2 separate regions of the Mus musculus genome follow, and region 1 is linked to region 2. The links are chromatin contacts, called in public HiChIP or PLAC-seq maps. All regions are on one chromosome and are shown on one strand. The core of a region is the stretch at or near the end of the contact, and the rest is flanking DNA. Distances in the headings are between cores, read along the strand shown.

Region 1 (4,695 bases), core at 1,734-4,233, 330 kb before region 2:
AAGTAACACCAAATCCATTAACTTGAGAAAACAAAAACTTCAAGACCTGGGGAAGGAGCTCAGAGGCTGATTTGCTTGCTGAAAAAGCCTGAGGACCAGTGTTCAGATCCCCAGAAACTCGTCAAAATGTCAGGCTTAATGTCAAAGTTGCATATGACAGCCCACATGTAATTATAGTGCCAGAAAGAGAACATGGCATTCCTAGAACAAGCTGGCTAACAAGACCACCAATATGGGGTAGTTCTGGTTTGACCGAGCTCCTGCCTCAATGAGGAAAGCAGAAGAATCAACCCTGGGCAGCCACATGCAGAGTACCTACTTGTATACACACACACACATGCACAAACATGTATACACACAAGCACACTGTACATACATTCATTTATGCATGCAGTAAGTAGATTTCAATGTATGCTTGAGTTCTCATAAACCTTGATACAAAGTAAAAGTTGTAGCCATCAGAGCAGTAACAACTTTTCTTGGTCACTTGGGAAAGAGCTGATACAGTGCTTGAGAAATTATTCCTTACATCACTGTATTTGGGCTTGGGGAGACAGAAGCTGGTACCGTGTTTACTGTAAGGCAGGGCGACCGACCTGGTTTTAATCCTCAGGATCCACATAAGAAGCCAAGCCAGGGAGGGGGAAGGCAGACCCTAGCTCAGCGGTCAGGCAGCCCCTGCATCTGAGTGAGACCATGTTCCAAAACACAAGGTGGGCGAGTAACTCCTGAGATGACACCAAAGACTGACCTTTGGCCTCCATATGTGCATATGCACAGAAAAAAAAAAAAAAAACCAAACTCACATATCTGAACAAAACCACATTTTATTTATTAATACTATTATTGATCTGACCAAAAAGTTTGCTTGTTAGGCCAAAATTATAATAGCCTGAAAACTAAAGCCTTTCCTACATTACAGGAAGAAGTTTAAATCCTCACCCACATCCACCCAGGAAAGCCATCTATACAAGTACACTGCTGCTCTTCAGCACTCTATCGTGGGCGTTTATCTCATTTTCACTCCAGATTTCTCTAAGATCCCCATGAATTTCCTACTTTGAGTACCTAACACTTGACACTCATCTAACATCACGACTACTCTAAGAATTGTGTGTGAGCAGACTGCTTTCAAAACTAAAGCGAGCTTGGGGCTGACAGCACGGAGCTGCAGGATCTGAGGTCTCTGCCAAGCACCTACCACCCACCCGGTAGCTCACAACCATTTCCCTGAGGGGGTAAAAAAAAAATCTCTGTATATGTTTTGAGTATATTAAAGAACATACTTTAGAGTGCTAAAAAATGGGCAAGTAGTGGAAAGTTAGCAGATAATTCATCTAAACTACAAATCTCTGAGTTAGTCAGTTGGGCAAAGCGAGTGCCTCAGTTCACTAAAGGGGATTCTGAGAACCAAGAGCGGTTGCCTCAGCTTGGGCATTTTCCACCTGTGAGATGCTGTGCTCGCAAGATCACAGGGGAGCTTGCTTCTCCCAGAAGCCTGTGAGGCAGATTCCGACCTCTCCAGTAAATGGTACAGAAGCAATGCTAACGCACAGCAAACCGCTCCAGGTACCACCGTTTTCAGGCACTCTGACAGCTGGTGTCATGACTGCCCAAGAAGTGCCACATATCTGTCCCCGCACCTGGCAGCTCACTCACAGGTACAACTTCCATACAAATTAACACTCATCAGTGTGAAATGAAACCCTTTACTAAAGAGCCTCAGCAATGCTATTAGGACTCAAAATTCTATGTAAAATCAGTTTAATAAACATCTTACAACAGCCACCCCTTTCATCTCTCAGCGTCACAACAGAATCATACCTGTCACGAAATAACTGAGACTGCACAACAAACAACTTAAATTCAGGTGTATTTGGTTAAATAAAATCACCAGACACCGCCTCAGTGGGCTACTACAAAGCTCTTCAAGGGGGCTAGAGACATGGGCTCAGGGGTAAAGCACACATACAGCCCTCTCAGGTCTGAGTTCAGGTCCCGGCAGCCTCTTCAGGAAGGTAGCTCACACCTGCCTATAACTCCAATCAGAGGATATGATGTTCTTTCTGGCCTCTATAAGTTGCATTCACACATGTGTGTGCATGCAAGCACACATACATAATTAAAAATACAATCTTAGAAATAAGGTTTTAAGGAAGCTAGCTAGAGTGGCACATGGCTGCAACTGCAGCATTTGTGAGGCAGACGCAGGAGGAGTGAGCAAACATCCCAGGCTTCCCACCCTTTGGGTTTTGAGAGCCCGAGCTCTGACTTTCTCTGTAACCCTGACGCTGGCATACTTCTCTCTGAAGTCTTTCTAGAAAGGAATAGAAGTAGTGAAACCTGGTTTCACTGAATTGATCTCTCCTCTCCCTCCACTGTGTTCCTCACTAAAATATTCAGTAGTAAGTAGCATGTATTCAAAGACTGAAAGACTTATCATTGCCATAGAATGAAATAATTGTATGTAAATATATCTAATTTTAATCCTGATAATTTTAAAAACAAAGTTACTAGGATTAAAAGGAAGTTCTATGTAATATTCAAGTAACTTATATGCTTTAAATAAAAAAGCTTTAAGAATCTAAAGTAAATTATTTTTAAATTAAGCAATTCATGCTTCAATTTTTCCAGTGTAGGTGTATATATGAAGAGACTCTGAGAACATTACGGAGTACTTAAGCTTCTTCACTGAATTCAACCACTTCCTCTGAAAAAACTCCCACATAACAGTAAGCACAAAGCCAATTCATTCTCAGTTATCTTTACAAGATGTATACATTCTTCTTATTGTTTGAATAAAAATACTCAGTAAAGGATCAATTAGTGAAAACTTTCCAAGAAAATACATTTATAATGGAAAATTAGAGAAGTTACTTACTTATGCCTATTTTAACAGCCTAGAAAACCAGAACTGACTGCAGTAAAATGAAATCTATTTTAGTGCATTACTACTGCAAGGTCACATAAACTGAGTAGCAGTCAGACTCTCATCTTAACCCTTCATTGTAAAGTCTTCAGACCAATCACAGGACACTTCCAGGATGCCATGAGAGAGGAGAGAGGCTGCAGCTCCTACCAGCAGCCCATCCCCACCACTCCCTCGCTTCCACTCTGAAGCCTGAGGGATCGAAGCACAAGGAGGAGCAAGGGATCTTAGACAGGAGCTTGGCACTCGTAGGAAATAACTCAGCCATGGTCTAAGGATACTTTTAAACAACACCATCTCCGCAGTCACACCTGGTACAGATACACAACACGGGGTCTGCATGATAAAGCCACTATTGAGACATGATTTTTTGGGGGGAGGGAGGGGGGGACGAGGTCCCTCTCTGTATAGTCCTGGCTTGTCCTGGATGGAACTCACTATAGACCAGGCTAGCTTAGAATTCAGAGATGAGCCTGCCTCTGCTCTCCAGAGTGCTGTGATTAAAGGTGTGAGCCACCCCAGAGGTGACAAGGTGAGCACATCAGAGAACTGACGGGTTGTGCTGACTTAAATCTTCTCTCATACACTCATTTAACAACTCACTCATACGAACTGTATGGGTGACCCATTCTTAGGCTATGTGCATTTTCTACCAGCATGTTTTAACATATATGTTAACAGAGTTATCAAAATTAAGAAAGATAACATTTAATACACTATTTTAGAAATAACACGAATTACTATTAAAGGTAAGAGGTTTAAGCTATGTCTCAAAGAAAGAAAATGAAGTATTTATAAAACTGTGCTGAGCCTGAATCCAGAGTAGAATATAGCAAGGTCAAGAATACAAGACGGCCTGAGTTTGGCCTTGCACACTCCCCGTTACTCTTCAGTGATGCTGTAGAGTATGAACTTCCAGCAGCTGGACGGATGGTTCAGCAGTTAAGTGTGTCTCCTGCTCCTGCATGGACGTGAGTTCTGTTCTGAGGACACACACTGGATAAACCACCTGTAACTTCAGCTCCAGGGGATTTTGATGCCATCTGCTGGCTCCCGTGGAAGCTGTGTTCATGTGTACATACAACCCCACACACATACAGAATTTTTTTTTTTTTTTTTTTTTTTGTTTTTTTTTTTTGGTTTTTTTGAGATAGGGTTTCTCTGTGTAGCCCTGGCTGTCCTGGAACTCACTCTGTAGACCAGGCTGGCCTCGAACTCAGAAATCCGCCTGCCTCTGCCTCCCGAGTGTTGGTATTAAAGGCGTCCACCACCACGCCCGGCTTCAGAATTTAAAATATGAACTAAATATATTTTTTTAAACTAAATGATTTCCCTCTTCCTCAAATAAAAAATATTCAAACGGGGCTGAGACATGGAGATACTCTAAGAAAAATAAAGAAAACTTAACAGCAGACAAAGAATGCAGAATATGAATGAGAAAATACTTTTTGATCTAATTTATTTTCACTTTATGTACATTGGTGATCTGACTGCATGTATTTCTGTGCAAGGGTGTCACATCCCCTGGAACAGGAGTTACAGACAGTTGTGAGCTGACATGTGGGTGCTGGGAATTGAGCCCAAGTCCTCTGGAAGAGCAGCCAGTGCTCTTAATCGCTGAGCTCTCTCTCCAACCACCAGAAAATAATTTTATATTTTAGCATGAACAATAGTAAAGATACTATAGCTAAGAAGAACTTAAAGGATAAAAGATTTTTAGAACTAGAGTAAGGGGGCTGGAGAAATGTCTCAGCAGCTAAAGAACA
Region 2 (4,231 bases), core at 1,077-3,576:
CATCCATTAATAGTGACAATAATGAGATTTTTTCTCAAGTATTTGGGAAGTATTCTATAAGAAAGTACTTGATCTTAGCTATGACTGCCACTGTTCTCAATAATCCCAAATTCACTAGTGGTGCCATCTTATATTTTCATAAAATTCAAGAAATAACTCTTGGGCTGGTGAGATGACTCAGCAGGTAAGAGTACTGACTGCTCTTCTGAAGGGCCTGAGTTCAAATTCGAGCAACCACATGGTGGCTCACAACCACTTGTAATGAGATCTAACGCCCTCTTCTGGGGTGTCTGAAGACAGCTATAGTGTACTTATGGATAATAATAAATCTTTTAAAAAAGAAAAAAGAAATAACTCTATTCTGTAAGAAGTTTAATTCTTAATGCAAACACACACTGCCAAAGTCTATGCTAAACACAGTGCCTTATAAACACTATAGGCAATTAGCAACTTGAGAGATGGGGTCTCTAGCCTTGGAAGCTCTGTGTACCCAAGGATGACCTAGAAGTCATGACCCTCCTGTCTCTACCTTCCAAATACTGGGATTCCATGCATGTGCCTCCATGCTTGCCTGTAACAGAATTTTATGAACTTAAATGTGTCTATGTCCCTGAACTATGGGAGAGCATGCCACACTGTGAAAAATAAAGCTACCAGCATGACAAAGCAGATCACCGGTCTATTTCTGACTAGATCGTTTCCAGATCACTGAATTCCAGTTCTAAAGTCCTTGTAGAAGTCATTGTAGAAATGGCTTTTAGTTTGACTAAAGGTTGTCGGGTGTGTAATCACCTCTGTAAACAGGAGAAAGGACCAGCAATGAGCAGGTAAACTGAGTCCAACCCTTGGGTTTACAGCTCAAGTGAGCCTGGTGCATAACAGGTGCTGGGAAAGGTCTGCACTGCCACAGAAAGGGACACTGCCACCTAGTGAGAACTCAGGCTCATTACCTGGGGTTAGCAATTTTAAGAGGTTGCCAAACAGACTTGACTCTACTTAACATACACAGTCATGTATGTCAGCATTCAGGCTAGGTGCTGATAATAAACAAATAAACAAGCCTACATCTTTGCTTCCTACAAGGTATAAAAATTCCACAAAAATTACATATTCCAGAGAAACTGATACTATAGAGAAAAGTTTTACCATTTGAAACCTAATATAGCAGGTCGTTTGCTAATAAATTTAGAAGGCAAATAAGAGTATAAATTTTGGCTGAGCGATAGTGGTGTATGCCTTTGATCTTAGACAGAGGCAGGTGGATCTTTGAGTTCCAGGGTAGACTGACCTATGGAGTGAGTTCCAAGATAGCCAGGGCTACAAAGAGAAGCCCTGCCTCAAATAAACAAAACAAAACAAAACACAAACAAACAAAACATAAACCAGTTCTCAGTGATTCAACTCCTAGATCCTGTAAAACTGTAAAAACACTTATGTCATAAAACCATAGTGAAAAATTTTAAACAGATATATTCATAGTGTTAATACATAGTGCTGTTAGGTACTAATAATTCTTAAATGTGCAAAAACATCCTAGAGACATAAGTAGACAAACACTGTTTAATAACAGAATATTTATTGCTAACGCCTGGCTTCATGGAGTTAATTCAGCAGAAACCGTTTCTCTGAGATGTACTTTGTTGTGGGAACCCTCGATGCACATTATTTGTGGTACGCGGTGACTAAACTTTGTATTACTAGATGATTAACCCTTTCAAAATCAGACAAATAAAACTGCCTTCTGAAAGTAAAAATTACACTTCTTACAAAAAAAAAGCAAAACTTCAGTAGAACGAGGGACTCAAAGACCACAAGCTGAACATGCGCTCAGCAGGAGAGACCCTTGCTGACTCTCACAGATTCTGCTGGGACGGAAAGACGGCTGATACATTTAGCTACCACTGTGGTCTCGCTTGGAGCTGATTTAACTTACAAAAAAAAAAAAAAAAAGAACTTGCTTCTTTTTCCTTGAATATTTCAGAAGCTATTTTAAAAGTAACTTAGCTGTTCTGTTTCTTTTGAACTTTTTATCATTAAAACTCAGTAAAACCACATGTGAACTTCATTCTGAGAAAACACAGTTTGAGCAAAATATCCATGTGTTAAAAAAATATAGGGCAAAACTGTAATAGGTTAATTAAACATTAAAAATTTTAGTAAAAAACTAATGATTATTTGAACTACTGATTGTAGCCTATATTCAATGAGTAAAACACTCAGAGACTAAAATAACTCTCATTTGTTTTGTACCTATACCACTAAAAAGAGTTGTGCCAGATTTTAGATGTCTTGAAGTTATCTTACTTCTTCCTAAGCTTCCCCTTTTTAAAAATAGGCGACAAAGAGCCTGGGAAATATGGTGAAACATTTTGAGCTTTAAACATTTTTTTTTGGCAAGGTATATGCATTTATCAAAAATTGTTTTAAATGTGTTACATAAAATAAGTAATTCCATATTCTGTTATTCTCATATCATCATTTCTGAGATGCTCACCCAAATCCATGCTCCTGCATCTAAGACAATGTGGCTCTAACGTGCGTTAGCTGTGTGTATTAAATGCAATACAGTTGGCCAGGTATGGCATCCGGGTTAGTGGATAAATGGAAAAGGCTGAGTAACGGTGTAAAGGGAGAAACATCATCTTCTCAACTCCACAGACAAGTGCTTGTGAGCACGGTAAAGTGTGGATTCCTGTACCCTGACTGGCTACTGGTAGATGAGCTTTATAAACACAAGTGTTAATTCTGGGTCTTCTAGTAGAGCGCCTTTCACTTCACAAGGCTCCCTCACAGCCACCGGCTCATTCCTTGGAGCTCTTGATGAAAGGATGGAGGGTCAGAAGGGCAGGGGGCATTAGCCAAGGTCCCTAAAGTGACCACAACAGGAACCTGAGCTCCATGCCACTGTCCAGCTAAAGCCACTTGCTCTTCTGAGTCAGAAAGCCCTTCTAGCAACAGGAAGCTACTGAAGGACAAGACAGAGCGGAACTTAGCTAATCTTTGCAGTGAAAATTTCAAAAGTCTAAAAGAAAGCAAATTATAAACTGAATGAAGATGGTTGTGAAATCTCCTAAGAGTCTGAGGCAATAACTGTGCTTTCTTTTCCTGGAGAATAGTTCCAATTGTACAGTAATGGCCATGATTCTCCTTGTCTATGGGAAAAGTAGGATGGGGCAAACAGTTGTTTCAGGGTACTCATTACAATGAGACAAGACTGGGCGCTGACTGAAGAACTCAGTAACAGATGCAGTAGCAGCCCTGCCAACAGCTGCTAATGAATGGAAATGGCAGGCATTGCCTGGAAACTCTATCACTAGCAACAGCATCTTATAAACTTGGGTATAAGTTGCAGAAACCATTTCTTCTCTATAAGGATCAGTAAGATAAACCTTCTTTTTCTGCATTCTTTAAGACAATTCACTGGAAAAATGCATAATGCACTCTGTACCATGAACAAAACCTTCAGGTTTATGATAGCTCAATTGTCTAATCACATCTATCAGAGCATTAGATAAGCCAACATGTAGTGATTTAATAAATTTAGCTTTGTTATTCCATTGAAGCATTTGTTCATAGCTATATTACTATAACATATACAAATGTATGCCGACATGTGTATAAATAGCATGCATGTATGCTATGCTAGCTTACAAAAATACTGAATCATGTTATGTCATAATCAACTAAAGCAAAGAAACTAATAAAGATCTTATATTTTTATACAACTATATATGAAGGTTATAAAATATTGATTTTTGAGAAAGATTAACAACTAGAAAAGAAAAATACTAATTTCAGAATAGAAAATAAGTATTTAAGAAACAAGATAAACCCCAATTATTCTCAGAATGCATCTTAATTCCTAAAAAAGTAGATCCAAAGTTTTATCATCCTTACGGTAGGCATACGGAATCTTTACAGTTGAGAACATCAGACTCCATTTTCATCACAGTTAAAAATCTATCTATCTCTTATATTAAATTTTCCTAACTAAAATTTACCAAAGCTATTTGCTTAAAAAAAATAAAATCACAGAATATGAAATTAGGTTAAACCAGCTTGCTGTCTTGTAATCCTAAAACTCAGGAGCCAGAAACAAGAGGGCTGCCTTAAGTTCAAGGCTCCCTAAACTTACAAAATACATTCAAAGCTAGCCTGAGCTACAGAGATCCTGTCTCAAAACAAAACAAAAAAGTCAAAACACATAAATAAAAACCTCCAAACCAAACAA

Evidence for each region. HiChIP or PLAC-seq counts read pairs in DNA pulled down with a chosen protein or histone mark.
Region 1: a contact with region 2 is called in a BATF HiChIP or PLAC-seq map of CD8 T cells, with 8 read pairs. The contact joins two enhancer-like sites. A contact is called at or near these places in 1 of 39 promoter capture datasets (pre-B cells), 1 of 15 datasets of contacts at CTCF or cohesin (large pre-B cells), 3 of 484 Hi-C or Micro-C datasets (CD8 T cells, cerebral cortex and embryonic stem cells), 6 of 115 datasets of contacts at active chromatin or transcription factors (CD8 T cells, T-cell acute lymphoblastic leukemia, acute myeloid leukemia and 2 more) and 1 of 9 other capture datasets (liver).

The regions. Positions count from the first base shown.
Region 1 is chr10:21,317,214-21,321,908 of GRCm38.p6, reverse strand. The region is part of intron 4 of Hbs1l (Hbs1-like (S. cerevisiae)); the gene reads right to left. 4930455C13Rik (RIKEN cDNA 4930455C13 gene) reads left to right here. Exons shown (of 4, transcript NR_045352.1): 4 at 2,635-2,821. Among named protein-coding and RNA genes, the nearest start is that of 4930455C13Rik, 22 kb to the left of the region's middle. Within about 2 kb of position 2,983, at least 16 of the 459 cell types and tissues checked have an H3K27ac peak or open chromatin away from gene starts, as enhancers often do. A contact at or near this core is called in CD8 T cells, where this site is marked.
Region 2 is chr10:20,989,541-20,993,771 of GRCm38.p6, reverse strand. All of the region lies in intron 15 of Ahi1 (Abelson helper integration site 1), which reads right to left. Among named protein-coding and RNA genes, the nearest start is that of Ahi1, 39 kb to the right of the region's middle. Within about 2 kb of position 2,326, at least 40 of the 459 cell types and tissues checked have an H3K27ac peak or open chromatin away from gene starts, as enhancers often do. A contact at or near this core is called in CD8 T cells, where this site is marked.